2 separate regions of the Rattus norvegicus genome follow, and region 2 is linked to region 1. A link is a contact called in public Hi-C data. All regions are on one chromosome and are shown on one strand. Each heading gives the region's core, a stretch centred on a gene start, on an enhancer-like site or on the middle of the called end of the contact. The rest is flanking DNA. Distances are from core to core; before and after follow the strand shown.

Region 1 (2,982 bases), core at 323-2,822:
GCCCACGACCTTTAGATGTTTACTTTTCAAAATTATGTTACACTAAGCCTCATAAAGAAAATCCAAGAATACTTTTCACAGCGTGCTCAAAGAGTAAAGGAACAACTGCTCCACCTAGTGGCCGATTATAAATTAGCAACAAGAAGAAATTGCACTTAAAATTCCAAACGCAGAGGGAAAAAACCCTTCATTCCACATGAAACACGGTCTAAGGCTAGAGTCCACAGAGAAGAACATGCGGGCACTGGGATATAGACTTTGTGCCTCCGTGTATTTCCAAGAAGTTCTTGCCCAACCTACTTCTCCTTGTCTGTCGTTGGAAATGTGACGTACAAGCTTGTGGTTGATTTTAAGGCATCAGGATTTTTAAACATTTTGTGTAACAAGAGTGCACATTTTTGTTATGATCCTTTGACACGGGGTAGTCTCCATGCTCTTGGAACACAACAAATAGATGTGAATACTGTCTCCTCAATGTAGGATAAAGAACCCCTGGTCCAACAGAGAAAGCGCCAGTGCGTCCACTGTGGTAAACCTGAGACACTCAACTGGTGGGAGCAGGTGACTACAGCTTCACAGCTCTGCAGAGCCCAGTCTGCAGTCACTGTTCCTCTGGCGTCTGAAGCCTGTTTGGGCGTGGCACCTCCTATTGGGGTGCATTGCAGACAGGAACTGGTCCCCTCATCCTAAGAGGCAGCCTAAGGAGACTGGGTTCCCGCAGTCCATTGCCTGGGCACATTCCCGGGTACCTGAGATACCCACCCTCAACCCCCAATGTGCTCTGTGTCCTAAAGGTTTGAAGAAGCTCCAGATACGGCTACCCCAAGGTCCAAGCCTCCTCATAGGGACCATACACATCCAAATCTCTCTCTCTCTCTCTCTCTCTCTCTCTCTCTCTCTCTCTCTCTCTCTCTCTCTCTCTCTCTCTGTGTGTGTGTGTGTGTACGTGTGTGTACCAGCCTTTAGCGCTGTATTCTTTGGGAGCCTTCCATCTTGATTTCTGGGCTGTGGTTTCTCACTGACCTAGGGCTTGTGGACGGCTGGCTCCAGGGTTGTACCCTTTCTGCTTCTCTGGGGCTGGCTAGGTGCTTCTTAAGTCATGTGGTAGCCTCCATTACTCGGGACCCAAGCTTTTATAAGGAGCACTTTGTTGATGGAACCATCTTCCCAGCCCCTCCCGCAGTTGTTGTTTTCCTCCCCTGAAGTTGTTTTAGATCCATTGTTTTTCCTAACGTAGTATTTAATACAATGTCAGCAGTGACTATATGGGACACTTTTCTATTGAAGTGTTTCTTGCTTAAAACGGGGCACTCAGGCCTAGAAAGTCATTGCAAGTGGAAACTTTCTAATTAATACATTTTTAGACACGTCTCTGCAGATTTTTTTTCTGAATGAGAATGAACCAGTGGCCACAAAAGACAAGAAAAGAGAGTAAATCTCATGACAGAGAAAGCAAAAGTGGGCGTATCACCATGCCTGCTTAGACCTTTAAGTTTGCCCAATACAGTTCAGAGCTAGCAAGTCGTTGGTTCAGTCATGTACTTTTTCAAACGCTAGGGGGCAGTGTTACAACAAGCGGGGAAACTGGACTGAACAGGAATGAAGATTTCTTGCCTCGCTTAACAAACCGGTACTTTCACTTACGCGCTGTAGCTCCCCCTACTTTCTCTCTGTTAAACACTGAACATACTTTAATAGGAGTTTTGCCCAGAGAAGGAGAGAGACAGAGAGAGAGGGAGAAAGAGAGGGAGAGGGAGAGGGAGAAACATAGAGGGGGAAGGAGGGAAGAAGAGAGAGAAACATTGAGGGGGGAGGAGGGAAGAAGAGAGAGAAACATAGAGGGGGGAGGAGGGAGGAAGAGAGAGAACAGAGAGAGGGGGAGGAGTGGGAGGAGAGGAAGGGGGAGGGGAGAGGGAGAGGAAGAGAGAGAGAGAAGAGAGAAGAGAGGGGGAGGGAAAGACAGACACCTGAATCCAGGCCACACTGCAGAAATTCTTATCTGTTAGAGAGCCGTTTGTACTGTGTGAATTCAGAGTACTGTTTTATGCCGTGGAACCCATTCGTTGCACATCAGTTAAAGAACTCAAGACGCACTCAAGCACAACCATCCTAGGTGTTCCAGGCTCTCCCAAGCTTTCAACAGTCTTCCTCGTGTCTGGTACCGGAAGTGGAGGGACGTTTTGGTTGATGGTTGAAATGGTAATGCCGAAAAGAATGCCTGGACAAGGCAGAGGGATGGCTCTGTAGAGACGGCAGAAATGGCGGGCCTGCCGCACAACGGATTATGTGTCTGGTGACGAAGTAGAGGGAAGCAGAGTTTCCCAACACCCACCCTCACGGGACACAACCGCTATCAATGGCGGATCTTTTGAACTCTTTCCTTCTTCTGTCTCTACCCCTCCCATTGCTGCATTCAGACTGAATCAGTATCTATGGCTCTGGTCCTTTGGTTCTTTCACATGCTCTACCAGCTCCGGGAACTCACCACTATTTTAAACTGTTTGGAGCTTGTAACCCCAGAGCCGGAGATGCGCACACAGGCAGTTCTCAGAAGCTCACTGTCCAACCTGTCTGGCAAGATCAAAAACTTCACTTTCATCCTTGTCTTAGTTAGGGTTTTACTATTGTGAACAGACACCATGACCAAGCCAACTCTTATAAGGACATTTAATTGGAGCTGGCTTACAGATTCAGAGGTCCAGTCCATTATCATCAGGGTGGGAACACGGCAGCATCTAGGCAGACATGGTGCAGGAGAAGCTGAGAGTTCTACTTCTTCATCTAAAGGCAGCTAGTGGAAGACTGACTTCCTGGCAGTTAGGGTGAGGGTTTGAAGCCCACGCACACATGGATACTCCCACTCCAACAAGGCCACACCCACTCCAACAAGGCCACACCCACTCCAACAAGGCCATGCCCACACTAACAAGGCCACACCCACTCTAATAAGGCCACACCTAAGAGGGCCACTCCGTGGGCCAC
Region 2 (2,808 bases), core at 22-2,521, 190 kb before region 1:
GTATGCATGGCGGAGGGGTGTGACGGGGGAGGGGGGGTTCATTGTGGCAAATGACATAGGCCCCAGACCGGAGCACTCCGTACTTTACTCCCAGAAAAAGCTTTATGAAAGCAAACTCGGTTCTCTGCTCAGGATACGCTCAGGGATTTTCATGGCTCGGTAAGTCCCAGATCTTCAACACTGTCCCGTGTGATCTGTCCCTAGTTTGGGCATTCCTCGCACCTTGTGGTCGCCAGCCTCAGGAGGCTTTTCCTCCACATTGCTACACAGGCTTTTGTCAACTAGCCTGTAGACCAAGGGACACGCTCTCCTCTCTGCCTGACGTTCCCCTGTCCTCGCAGGTGACCTAGGGTCTTCCTTCTGTGACAGATCCTTGCCGCAGTTCACGTCTATTCCAGCACAACTTTTTCCTCAGCTCTGAATGCAGCTTTGCGCGTTGCCGTTTTCTGCAGCGTGATATGCCACACAGTGCAGACCGACTAGCTGCCTCTCTGTTGTCTTCTGGTTCCCAGCAACAGTCGGGTGGGATGGCCGGGGCTGGCATCCACTCCCTGAGAATTGTGGGAAACAAGTGTCTCAGGCATGCCAAAGGCAATAAGGTTCTCTTTGTTCTGAACCTTAGCACGTCACTGGGAATTCATTTTTTTAAATGTAAATAATGGTGAAAAATACTGTTCTGAGAGATATGTTTGAAATTAATCACGTGCAAGCGAATATTTTTAGAACACCAACTGTATTATAAGTAATAGCTTAACCTTTTTAAGATCTTTTTTAATAGAATGGGTACAAATTTTAAATATTGCTTTGTTTTGGATAGTACTGTGGATACCAGTCAGATAATGCGGTGGGACATGATCACTGTCGGCTTGACTGGATTTAGAATCATCATGGAAATAGACCACTGGGTATATTTATAAGGATGTGTAACCGAGGAAGAAAGAGCCATCTTTAATGTGGGCAGCCCCACAGGCTGGCATCCTAGACTTAGTCCCACTGAGCACCGTTGGTGCTCTCTCTGCTTCCTGACCAGATCCAGTGTGTTAAGCTGCTTCTCATGCCTTCCCCACAGGGAAGGACTGGAGCCCTCCGTCGGTGACTCGGAACAAATCGTTCCCTTTTTAAAGTTGCTTTTGTAAGGTATTTTGTTACAGCAACAATGAAAGTGATGCTCTCTCTGCTTCCGGACTTCAGATCCAATGCGTTCAGCTGCTCCTCCTGCCTTCTGCCAACCCTGGAGCCCTCTGTTGGTGACTCAGAACAAATTCTTCCTTCTTTTGTTTTTTTTGGTAAGGTATTTTGTTACAGCAACAATAAAAGTGACTAATAGATGGGGTTGGGGACTTAGCTCAGTGGTAGAGAGTTTGCCTAGCAAGCGCAAGGCCCTGGGTTCAGTCCTCAGCTCCAAAAAAAAAAAAAAAAAAAAAAAAAGTGACTAATAGAGACGAGTTCTTGTGTATCATGTCATTTGGTTATATGAGATATACGCATACACCCTAACCCATGTTTCTATAAGTATTCTCAAATTCAGTGAAAGGCATTAAGACACTTGTATTTTCCTTTCTTTCTTTCTTTCTTTCTTTCTTTCTTTCTTTTTTTAAAAAAAAAACTTACCATTTTCCCAGTAATTAAAATGGCAGCCCTAATCAATCCCGCAGACGGCAATTACTCCTAAAATATGCTTGAGTTCTGTGTCTAAATTTGAGCACGCCGGGAGACCAGCAATGGCCAACCACTTTTCAAGCTAAAACTGTCTAGGCCAGGCCTCTCTGAAAGTGCATTTTTCTAAATCAACATCCATGGATAACTTTTCTCACTGACTGAAAAGCGATCTGTCTGAATAATAGGTATGGAACCCCACCCTGCCACATGGCTTGCCGTTAGATTGTCTTCGAGACACACTGAGGTCTCTTCCTTTAGCTAATCTATGAGAGGAAGTGACTGAGCGAAAAGGGTCATCGTGTGTGTGTGTGCCTGTGTGTACATGTATGTGTGTGCCTGTGTGTGCATGTATGTGTGTGCATGCATGCATGTATGTGTACATGCGTATACTCATGCATGTGTGTGCTTGTATGTGTGTTTATGCATGTGTACATCTATGCATGTGTGCATGTGTGTTCATGCATGTGTGTGCATTGTGTACATGTTTGTGTGCATGTATGTGTACGTATGTGTGTGTATGTATTTATAACATAGATTTTATGTATGTGTGTATATATGCAGTATGTATATGTCTATAGAAATATATATATGAGTTTATGATGTATATATGTGTATGGTATATATATATATGTATGTAGAAATATATGTGTATGATGTATATATGTATATAGCATGTATATATATATGTAGATACATATGCATAGATGTGTGCGATATCTATCTGTATGTATAAAGTTTATATATGTATGTAGATATATGTATTCTGTGTATGATGTATGTATGTATATGGTATATGCATGTATATAGACATGTATATATGTGTGTATGATGTGTATATATGGTATGGGTGTGTGTATGTATATATATATGTCTTATATGTCTGTATGATGTATGGTACGTGTGTATGATGTGTATATGGTATGTATATGTATAGAGATATGTATGTATAGTGTGTGTATGATGTCTGTATGTATGTGTGTAGTTAGATATGTATGTAGAAATATGTATTCTTGTGTATGATACATATATGTATATGTATGTACATGCATATAGACATATGTATATATGTGTGTGTATGATGTATATATATGTCTGTATGATGTACTATGTGTTGTATGGTGTATATATGTAGATGTATATGTATGATGT

What was found. Hi-C and Micro-C count contacts between places; a contact is called where the count stands out from the background.
Region 2: a contact with region 1 is called in a Hi-C map of the A7r5 cell line, with 9 times the contacts expected there. The contact joins two enhancer-like sites. A contact is called at or near these places in 12 of 12 Hi-C or Micro-C datasets (the A7r5 cell line, the Rat2 cell line, Schwann cells and 7 more) and 1 of 1 datasets of contacts at active chromatin or transcription factors (oligodendrocytes).

The regions. Positions count from the first base shown.
Region 1 is chr20:18,974,716-18,977,697 of GRCr8, reverse strand. It overlaps a transcript of Ank3 not described here. Among named protein-coding and RNA genes, the nearest start is that of Ank3, 47 kb to the right of the region's middle. Within about 2 kb of position 1,572, at least 6 of the 93 cell types and tissues checked have an H3K27ac peak or open chromatin away from gene starts, as enhancers often do. A contact at or near this core is called in the A7r5 cell line, where this site is marked.
Region 2 is chr20:19,165,559-19,168,366 of GRCr8, reverse strand. It overlaps a transcript of Ank3 not described here. Among named protein-coding and RNA genes, the nearest start is that of Cdk1, 98 kb to the left of the region's middle. Within about 2 kb of position 1,271, at least 3 of the 93 cell types and tissues checked have an H3K27ac peak or open chromatin away from gene starts, as enhancers often do. A contact at or near this core is called in the A7r5 cell line, where this site is marked.